Linked DNA regions of Mus musculus: region 2 is linked to region 1. The links are chromatin contacts, called in public HiChIP or PLAC-seq maps. All regions are on one chromosome and are shown on one strand. The core of a region is the stretch at or near the end of the contact, and the rest is flanking DNA. Distances in the headings are between cores, read along the strand shown.

Region 1 (5,293 bases), core at 1,100-3,599:
TATTCCTGATTTAAAAAGAAAAAAAAAAGCCGTGTCTTGATTCTTGGCTTTATATGTGGAATAAAAAAAGCATGGCACAAGTTAAAAAAATTTTTTTTAAATAAAAATTACCTTTCAAAGGGAAGAGGGCGCTGAATTAATTTTAGTTGCTCAATTCTACAATTTCTAAAATGGTACCATCACAAACTGGGAAGCTAATATCCTTCTAAAGAACGTATTGTGTGCTTGATAGCATTTTATCAGCAATTTAGGGTGTATTAGAATTGGTAATTTTACAGATTCCAGTAGGAGGTACAAATTTCCAAGAAAAATGAAAAAATATTCAAAAGTTCGCAAAGCATTTTCCTCCCCCACCTCGATTTCCTAGGAGCACGTCGGTGACTTACTCACCCTTTACTGGGGTCCTTAAAGGCCGTTATCCTAAGATCGCAGACTCCCTTCGCAAAACATGTAAGCAAAGCTTAGCTGTGTGGTTCTAAACTTCGGAAACTGTGCAGCACATACGTGTGTGCTCCAGATTTTAAAATAATGGCTGACGTGCTAAGAAAGCCTGTTGGAAATCTGTCTCCCCCACAGCTGAAAGAAGGACACCAGAAGCTCTTCTGTGTCCCACGATTGAGCCTGCTAGAGTAAAGATTTCAAAGCAAGAGGGGGCACAAGGCTAAGGTAGAACTTCAGTGACTCACTGCTAAATTGCAAGTGATTGCAGGAACTGCTCTAAAACTCGAGACTTTACGGATTACTTTCTTTTTAAGGGTTGGGACAGGACTTAGCCGACTGTAGATCATGCACACACTGGACATGGAAATTTTCAGGGAGGGGGTTAATTACAAGGTGCTTGGCTTTTTAGCACTTTTGCCCAGTGTTCTTATTTATTGAAATACTCTTATTATTTCAAAACGTCAAATATGATTTTGCACAGTGAAATTTCCTCTACGGCTTCATTTCCCTAATTATATCTAATGTCAACTTCAGACTTAAAAGTCCAATTCTTCGTGGATGCCCTTTATGCCAGAGAGGAAATAACTTAACTAGGGATTTACTCAAGGAAAGGGAATATTTAACTGCTGCAAAAGAAATATTCAAAAGAAAAAAAAAAACCCAATGCTTTCATTTTGCTTCTGGCTATTACAGTGATTCCTGCTTTCAAAAGAATATGAAGTTTATTTTCCTTAAGCAAAAGAAAGTGGTCATGAAGGCCACTGGACATGAAAAGGTATTACTCTTAGGAAATACATATATATATGTAATATGTATATGTAATATATTATATATAATGTATAATATATGTGTAATATATTATATATGTAATATATAATATATTGTAGTGTATTATATATGTAACACACACATATATGTGTGTGTATATATATATATCTTTTAATGACAAATGCAGATTTTGAAAATGTACTTTGAGATAACCAGAAACACGAGCAGACATTTCACTGTTACACCCTAGTTCTCCATGTTATGCAGAGGGGAGGATTTGAGTTCACACTGAAAGACTTCACCGTTGTGAATGCCTAACCCATTAACCAGTTTTTCAGCTCGGTACTGGAAATTCTCAGCCTGATCTGCCTCCCAGCCGAGCTCTGCCCAGAAGACTTTCTCTCTAGGGGAGGCGGTGGACATGGATACGGCCAACTCCTTTTCTCCCTCTCAAAATTTTAAACTTGGAAACTTGTCCTGGGTTGAACACTGAATTTACAGCAGGACCCCAAGGCTCACAAGGAAATGTCACGAGCTGGGAAAAAGCCTGTCGGCGCACACCTGGAGCCACAGATTCAGAAAACCTAGCCGGCTGTAGCCAAAAACCAAAACACTCGGCCTGCAAACAGCCTACAAGAAACATAGAGTTCTTTGATGTGACGAGAAGAATTATAAATACAACCAACCGCTCCAAGGCAGACAGGTTGAAAGAGACTTTAAGGCAGTCTGTTGGTGCCTCAAACTTTAATACTGAGGACGTGAAGTGTTAGATTCATAGAGGTAACATACGCGTGTGTCTGTGTCTGTGTGTGCATGTGTGTCCATATGTATGTGCACGTGTGCGTGTGCGTGTGTGCACGCGCGCGTGCGTGTGTGTGTGTGTGTGTGTGTGTGTGTGTGTGTAGCAATAACACTTTGGTTTCCTCTGTGGCCCAACGGCGATCTTAAGCCCTTATTGGATAGCCCTCAGCCAGGTGCAGGGCAGGCCCTATCTGTAGCCTCTCCTGAGTTACACCATTTCTCATTACACCTGTGCCAACACCTCCCCCCCCCCCAAATCGACCTAGATCACAGACAGAGGCCTGATACAGCAGAGCTTTCCTTGCAATAAAAGCTGTGCTTTGTGAATGAGAGCCCAGCTCCTGGCTCAGCCACTCTGAGAGCTTCAAGGTAGAGCCAAAGAGTGTAGCCTATGCTCAGGCTCAGACAGAGGACAATTCCCTTTGCCAGGGTGGGCACAACTGTGAAGGCTGTGGACAGACAAATGGCTATCTGGTACCCCAGAGGACCATCGACTCCAGTCTCCCAAATCGGGGCCATCTTGTTATCATTTTTAAAGGGAGAGGTTGAGATTCTTCATCTATGATCAGTCCTCCTTCATTAGAGCCAGCACAGAGGGGTTCGACATGGTTCAAGTCAACAACGGCATTGCTATCCCATAAGCACTGGACACTATAGGAGCTGCTAGGTGTTTTAATCACAAATGACTCCCTCACTGGGGGGGGGGGCGGGGATCTCAGAAGGTAGAAGTGACCGAGTTGCTGGTGTATACAGCAAGCCCCTCACAACGTACATAGCATGACAGGGATCCCTGTGTATACAGCAAGCACTTATAACTTACACAGCATGCTCCCACCTCCTCTCATCTGACCCTCCCAACTCAAGAGGAACAACAAAAAAGACCAGACCTCTTGAAAGACTGAGGCACAGCAGGCAGAGAATACTGACAGGGCTGGATATTACACAGACCTGGGACCCTAACCCGGTCACACATATGCGCTTAAAAAATAAATAAATAAAGGAAAACATCACCATTCACTTCTTCCAATATAGACTTATTTCACAGATAAAAGGAGTTTCCAGAAAGAAAAAAAACAGCAGCAGCAGCAGCAGCAGCAACAACAACAACAACAGCAACAACCAGAATCCCTTTGAAACCTCAGGCCAGAGCTGCCTTCAGCTGGTTCAGCTTGGGCAAACCTCCCCAAACTGAGCCTGAAGCCAGCTTTGGTCATCTGAGGTTCATCCTGACCACCTCTTCAAAACCAGCCTTGAGGTATAAAAATCTCAGACACGTGCTCCTCATCGTGCTTTTGAGCCTCCTCATAAGAAAGTCACGTGGACTGACCTAAGGGACCATATCTCCAGGGCTCTGCCTCATTCCCCCAGAAACTAGAGCCTTCTTAACCAGTGAGCCAGAGTGGTTCCCAGGGCCATGCCTGCTTACAGTCACTCTGGGGCCTGGCAAGTACTTGTCCCATGGTCTCAGTGTCAAAAGAAGAGCGGTTGATGCAAATGTGTGGGAAACCTGAAGGTCTCCTCTGAGCAGTAAGGTCACAGAACACTTTTTCCTGGGGGTCCTCACATTCAGGATCCTCAGCATCCCACCAAGGCAACCATCAACGGCGGATTGCTAACTGTCTCAGAAAAGAGTAAGGCTAGGTTAATGCCATGGTCACTGGTGGAGTGAAGACTTGGGGAAGGCCTGAAGAACGAGGATAATTTTTCCATATGGTGCCCTTTCCAAGCTGTGGCACATTGAGCACGGGCAAAGTTGCCACGCAGCTCCCTCCACTACTACTGGTCGTGGCAGGACCCCATCCCAGAGCCTTTCCTACAATACTAAGGCATGTCCTGGCAACTCCAGAGTGCTTGGCCTTCCCGGAGGCAGTTTCTACCCTGCAAAAAACACGTTCAGAATGGAAACCCACATCTTGAAAGTCTTCCTGGCAAAGCCTGGCAATAGTTAAAGTTGGGAACAAAACTTTGAAATAACTGAGAAATCAGGCCAGAAGACCTTGCCCAGAAGAGCCAAGGGCTGCAGGACTCTCCGCCATCTTCAAAAGCATCGTCTTCTAAGAGTCCTTTGCTTGTTTTGTTTCTGCACCTAATTACAAGAAAGTGCCTTTTATAAAAATAGATAAAGCCCATTTTCAAAATACAAGGAGTTAAGTCTTAAAAGCTTCTCGGGATAAAAATTATAGCCTTGTCCAATATGGGTGGAAGAACAAAGGAGACAGGCTACGGAGTGATCGGGCCTGAATTCAGTGCCTGCTGTGTGCGTGGCGTGAGATGCTAGCATCACCTGGCATTACCCTCCACTGGAGATGTAATTTGGAGGGGAAAGAAGAGTTGTGTGGAGAAGGGTGAGGAGTCCAGCTTTCTGGACAGAGAATTCTGTCTTTTCCTACTATATAAACAGACTTCCTAGCATTGGTAAAGAAAGGGGCTAGCAAAAGACTAATATAATACTCTCTCATATCTGCATCCAACCACCTGAGATCCTTAATGACTCCTGGGCAAGTACCAAACTAAGAGGACCAATGTCTCACCTGGCCACAGGCCTGCTTGGGACCTTTAAGCAGGACATAGGAGCACCAGTTCATTGAATGAAGAGGATTGGCCTGGCACACCTCCTGCAGGCAGCCCCAGACTTGAGCCATGAGCTAAGATGCCTAGGTACCAGATCCTAAGAGGAGGGTTCAAGGTGCAGCACTGAAGGCAGCTTAGTGTGCAACCTACAGTCAGGCTGGGGACCGCTTGGATGCTGGGACTGTGCCACAGCCAGGCATGCATGTTGTAGGCAGAGACTAGGTCCAAGTCTGTAGCTCTGGTCCGGGTCTAGGTTTGAATCCAGTGTCTGTGTGGGTGCTGAGGATGGACTCTGCAGTCCCAACTGGGTCTGTGTCAATATCCAGGTCTGATTTTTGCCCTGGACAGGGCCCAGGATCCAGGTCCGGGTCCGCATTAGTGTTCAGAAGTGTCCGAAGCTGAGTCCTCGTTTGAACCCAGGGTCAGTCAGTGTCCAGGGTCCTGGTCTAATCTTCGCTTTGCTCAGGCTCCAGGGTCCGTTTGTAGATGTCTGGGGCTGGGTGCCTGTCTGTGCCCAGGATGGGTGTCCAAATTGGGGTCTGCGTCTGTGTCTAGGTACAGACCAGCCGTGCACAGGCACGGGCTGTGAAGGCTGCACGCGCCCCAATTAGCCGCGGGCCAGGCGGCGGGCAGCCCTATTGAGGGCGAACAAAGGGCGCGACCCCGGGGTCAGGAGTCGCGGGCTGCCGGCCGCTGCTTTGTCCCGGTGTTT
Region 2 (5,293 bases), core at 1,087-3,586, 320 kb before region 1:
TCCCAGGCTCCAGGGAGAGGCACAGTTCCCAGTGCTTTGAGCCTATAGAGTCCTGGAGAATACAGGAGCTGGGGACAGGGGTACAGCATCTGGCAGTGATCTGCTGATGGCAGTAGTGGCTCTCCCTAAGTGTCAAAGCCATGACAGTTTAGAGACAGCGAGGGGGATGAGGTCCCATAGTGAGTGGGTAGATGGCACTGGCTTCTATTCAAGTCTCACTGAATTGTCCGCCAGGCTTTGTTGTCTAATAGGTTAGAAACTAACCTATCCTACTCCTAGTCTCCAGTGGGCAGGACTGGGATCTTCCTGCCGCTCTCCCATCCACCCTACCCACCATCACTGGGGCCTTTCAGTATGGCTGTAGGAGTGGCTCAGCTCAGCATACTCCGGCTCTCAGTGTTGTACTATCCTTGTTTGAAGAGGCCAGTGAGGAGACCTTTATGGACCTGTCCACACTGCTAAGGACTCATTCCTGGGCTTAACTCCCTTCCGCCTGCCTCCCCTCAAAATCACACAAGGCCAGCAGACGACTTCCGTCTCCTGCCTCTGTGGTCTTGTCCCCCTGTGACTTCACGTTCTCATGTGGTCCATGCTAAATAATGCTCCCCAACCTATGCCGGACCTGGGGTGCCCTTGTCCAGTGAATTGTGTCCCCAAACTAGGTCCCATGCTGTCGTCCTTTGGAACCCATGCTGGTTTCAAACTCATGATAATCCTACTGCCTCAGTCTCCCAGTCTTCCCTGGGATCGCAGGGAATCATAGGAATTGCAGCTCTCTCCCCACTTATGGATTCTGGAGCTTGGTCTCAGAATGAAGTGGCTGATTGTGCCGTTGTTAGACACTTGGTCACAGTTGTGTCACGGCACTTTGAGGACAGGGACCCCCTCTTCCCTCTTACTTCCCAGGCTTTCCCGCCACTTTTTCTTCATTGCATGTCCGCTTCAGGGAAGCAACCTCTATCCCTCCTGGTGATGGCTACTCTGCCTCTCAACCTCAATGATGTCACCTGCACTGGGTTTCAGAGCTGTAGCTCTGACCCCAGCTCCCCATTCCATACTGGGAGGGCTTTAGGCTGTGAAGAGGTACCCTTGGCATCAGGATGCAGTTGTGGATGTATACCGTCTATTTTCTCACCACTGCCCCTCATCCATGTCAGAGGATCAGGCAACAGCCTCTACCCCTCACTGTGGAGACGTGGAAAGTTCTTCCAGGCATTGAGAGGCCCTGCTGGCAGCCACCCTACAGCCTGGTGCTCTGCCTGACACCTGCTCTGCCTCCTTCCTGTTGTCTGAGGGAGTGCGGTGTCTTCTGAGAAGGTGGTGGATGTTGCATCGGGCCGGTTGAGGATGCTGAAGCATCAGGCTGCTTTAGGATACTACAAAGCCAGTGGCGGCTGTGGTTGGTTCCTGCGCTGTCCTCACACAGAGGAAAAGCCTTCAGCTCTGGTCTGGGGAGCTGTCTAAGCCCAGAGCTTTCCTAAGTTGAGCATACTGACCCTGCACACCCAACCTAGCTGCAAAATAAACAGAAGGCATGGAGAAGAGAGTTAGTTCTCTGTATCCGTGCCTTTAAAATCACTCACACCATCAGGACCTGGGGCACAGAGAGCCTGAGACAGCAGCACCACAGCCTAGAGGGTCTGTGCCTGAATGTCACCTGGGGTTCTGAGTGGGGACCTAGATAGGAAAAGGACACTGAGTCAAAACACAGGGAACCTGAGGGTAGTGTGAACTGAACTGTGGTTAGTAGGCGCTGATATGGCCCTTAAATGATGATACTCGTCCCCCACTAATTTAGTGACGTGGTTAATGGGGATTGTGGGCACATAGTCTTTGGGATGTCTCTCTCTACACATTTTATGCAATTCTGAAGCTGTTCTGGAATAGAATTTATTTAAAGTCAGTGGCCCAGACAGAGCCAGTATCTACATTGCAGAGAATGGCCAGGTCTAGTTCTCTGGACTCCCGAGCAGTGACACACACACACACACACACACACACACACACACACACACAGACTCTTGTTTTATCTTGTGTAAAAGGGGTTGCTTGCTCCCTTCTAAAGCCATGTTATCTAGATCTGCCCTGTTCGCTGGTTTCTAACCCTATCTGTTTTCACCGTGTGGCATTCCATCTCAGGGTGGCCAATCCTTCATTTCAGTGGTGGCCTTGGTGACAGACATTTACACTTGTGTCCCCCAAAGGCTTTACTAAGTCATAGGTTGGCTCAGAAACCCAAGCCAGACCACTGAAGCCACACACACACCTCTGGCTTACAGACTGGGAGGAGTTAGCCCCAGGGCAGGCAGTAGGCGTGGCCATGCTTCTGACACATCAGTACCCAAAGCTGCTTCTGTGGTTGGGTTTGCTTCCTCTCTGAGTGAGGAGAGCTGCCTCTAGGCTGTGGCTCCTCGTTCTGGTATGTTCTTCTGTGCTGTGTGCCTCTTTGGGCTGCCCCCTGTGAAGGCCGAGACTTGGTGTCCCCTTTCACGGTGGGTCAGGGTAACCCAATCAATCTACTATAAGAAAGGAGGCTTTTAACTTAAAGTCATATGACCTTTAACATCCTAGGCCAGGACAAACAAATCCCCGTGTGGTTAAAGAATGTCTTGAAACAATTGCCATCAGGAAGCAAGCACTGTCCTAGTCAAACCACTGTGACAAGATCAAATCGGCTACAAAAACATGCCTCGATGGAAAGCCGTCCCTGGGTGGTGTTTGTGCGTCTGTCAGTGCTGGAGTGGAGGAGACAGTAGGCTCCTGCTGTCTGCCCTCCTTTCATCCACACTTGCTTACCTAGAAACTTCTGAGTACTGGGGACTGGTCTAGACGTCACCAGTGCAAACGATAATTACAGGAACACAACCTGAGAGTCCTTGGTCCTTAGGGACTCTTGGGCATAAACAGTTGGAATGAGTAGGACCGTGGCCACCCCTAAGCAGGAACAAAAGCATGAATGTGGGGAAGGACGGGTGTTCAACATGGAGACCCTGGGAGGTTGCTTTGCATGGACACCCTCAGTGAGGGACTGGTGCAGTCAGAGGGTTCTCAGAGTGGAGGGCCCTCAGTGAGGTGAGTGAGCAGAGACTCAGGTGGCAAGGGGACAGCCAGTGGATAGTGACGAAGGCAGTACTCGAGGCAAAAATTGACGGTGTACATTTAATCCCTGAGGTGGATTGAGGGGTTGGGCAGGCAGAGCTGGAGATGTATAAATCCTATATGCAGCCTAGTGATACCCCTGGGTTATAATCAAGCTCTTTAAAAAATTTAACTTTGGGGGACTGGAGAGATGGCTCAGCGGTTAAGAGCACTGACTGCTTTTCCAGAGGTCCCGAGTTCAATTCCCAGCAACCACATGGTGGCTCACAACCATCTATAATGGCATCTGATGCCCTCTTCTGGTGTGTCTGAAGACAGTGACCATGTACTCGCATACATAAAATAAATAAATCTTTCAAAAAAGTTTAACTTTATACTTAAATTATAATCTTAACCACTTAAAGAACACCTCTCAGTGTCATTAAGAATGTTCATGATCTGTTGAAATTTTATTTTTGATTTATGTGTGTGGAAGTTTTCTGCACGTGCATATGTGCACCACATGTGTGCCTGGCGCTCACAAGGCCAGATGGAGATGTAGAATTTTATAGACAGTTGTGCATCACCATGTTAGGAAGTAAATTCACATCTTTTGCAAGAGCAGCCAGTGCTTTCAAACACTGAGCCATCTGTCTAGCCCCATCATATTTTCTTCAATTGAAAAAATTTTTTTCTGCAGGGTGATGGTGGCATATGCCTTTTACCCCAGCACCCAGGAGGCAGAAGCAGGTGGATCTCTGAGTTCAAAGCCAGCCTGCTCTACAGACCAAGTTTAGGGCAGCCAGAACTACACAGAGAAAACCTGTGTCTATCACAAGTCTACCCTCTATCAGTCTGACACAGAAACATACCACCTTACAGCAGGACTTTCTGCTCCTTTCCCCACAGGCTCGCAGCCATCTCATAATGCAAAATACATTCAGTCCAACTTCGAAAATCCCCATAGTCTTGGACAATACCGTGTCAAAGTGGGAGTGGAGAATCTCTTTTGAGATGCAGGTTATCCCTTAACCATGAGCTCCCCAGACAGTCAAGAAGCAAGTTATCTTCTTCTAACAGTAACAACGCAGAGTAAGCAATCCATTCCAGAAGGGAAGAATGGAGACACAGCGGGAAACGATCAGACTAAAGCAGAACTGAAGTCCGGTGGGGAAAAATTCTCAATCTCCCAGTCACGGTTAGCTTGTCGGGCTTATAATGTAATCACCTGGGGTCCACAGGGCTAAGGTGGCCCCTCATCTCCGACTCTGCCATCCTCAGCACACATAACCTCTCTTGGTTATGTGTACGCATAATCCACTCCACCTGTAGCTCTCCTCGGTGGGCATCCCATGGTTCTGGCATTTCTAACATCTTAGGGCCTTTGTTGCAAATTTATGCTCCATCCTCGTGGCCTCGTGCATAGTATCCTAGAGCCTCCTTGCGGGGACTCCAACTCCTGCCACATGTTCTCTGGCCTCAGGCACTTTCTGGAGCCATGGCTCAAGTCTCTTTTTTTTATCTTGTCCCTTTTATGCCAATACCATGGAGATAGATGATGCTGCAAAGTTCTGCTTCTAGCATGGGATTGAGCTTGGCTCCCTTGGACCATAGTTACATTGGCCTTTGTGTGCTGACCAACACAAAGGATAGAGTCCATCGTGGGGGCTGAGGAGAGGGGAGGCTTGGGCAGTGATGTGGAGGGATAGTTGGTCCTATTGCACTGGCACTTACGAACTATGAGAGAGCTCTTAGTTACCCTTGCAAAACAGTGTCTATCCAGCATTCTTGCATGCTGGCTGTGTAAGGATACAAGTGCATAAGGCTCAGATACGTTAAGCCACGACGTGGCACATTGGGTGGGGCTGCTCCCTGGTGGCACCAGGGTTGAGGTGCTATGGTGGGGTTTGAGTTGAGTGGGAGGATAATGGGAAGAGTTGTAGTAAGAAGAGGGGAGGTTGGGGTCAGGGTGAGATGGTCAGGTTCACTGTACAGTGAAGATCCCAGGTCTTTTATGTCTGGAGTGAGATCTGTGAGCTGAGAAGTCCCTATGTGCTATGGGGCTGAGGGCCCCTGAGGTCTCTCTAAGAAAAGGGAACATTGAGAGCTGAGGTTGGGATGCAGAGTGTGTCAGAAGTGTCAGCAGGAAGATGGGGTACATAGGAAGTCAAGGGTGGGGAGTGAGAGTGGGGGTACCCAGGCTGGCTTCTCTTTT

Evidence for each region. HiChIP or PLAC-seq counts read pairs in DNA pulled down with a chosen protein or histone mark.
Region 2: a contact with region 1 is called in an HNF4G HiChIP or PLAC-seq map of pancreatic cancer cells. The contact joins two enhancer-like sites. A contact is called at or near these places in 2 of 115 datasets of contacts at active chromatin or transcription factors (memory CD8 T cells and pancreatic cancer cells).

What each region holds. Positions count from the first base shown.
Region 1 is chr15:85,660,952-85,666,244 of GRCm38.p6, reverse strand. No RefSeq gene overlaps it. Among named protein-coding and RNA genes, the nearest start is that of D130051D11Rik, 29 kb to the right of the region's middle. Within about 2 kb of position 2,349, at least 37 of the 459 cell types and tissues checked have an H3K27ac peak or open chromatin away from gene starts, as enhancers often do. A contact at or near this core is called in pancreatic cancer cells, where this site is marked.
Region 2 is chr15:85,979,339-85,984,631 of GRCm38.p6, reverse strand. All of the region lies in intron 1 of Celsr1 (cadherin, EGF LAG seven-pass G-type receptor 1), which reads left to right. Among named protein-coding and RNA genes, the nearest start is that of Celsr1, 52 kb to the left of the region's middle. Within about 2 kb of position 2,336, at least 178 of the 459 cell types and tissues checked have an H3K27ac peak or open chromatin away from gene starts, as enhancers often do. A contact at or near this core is called in pancreatic cancer cells, where this site is marked.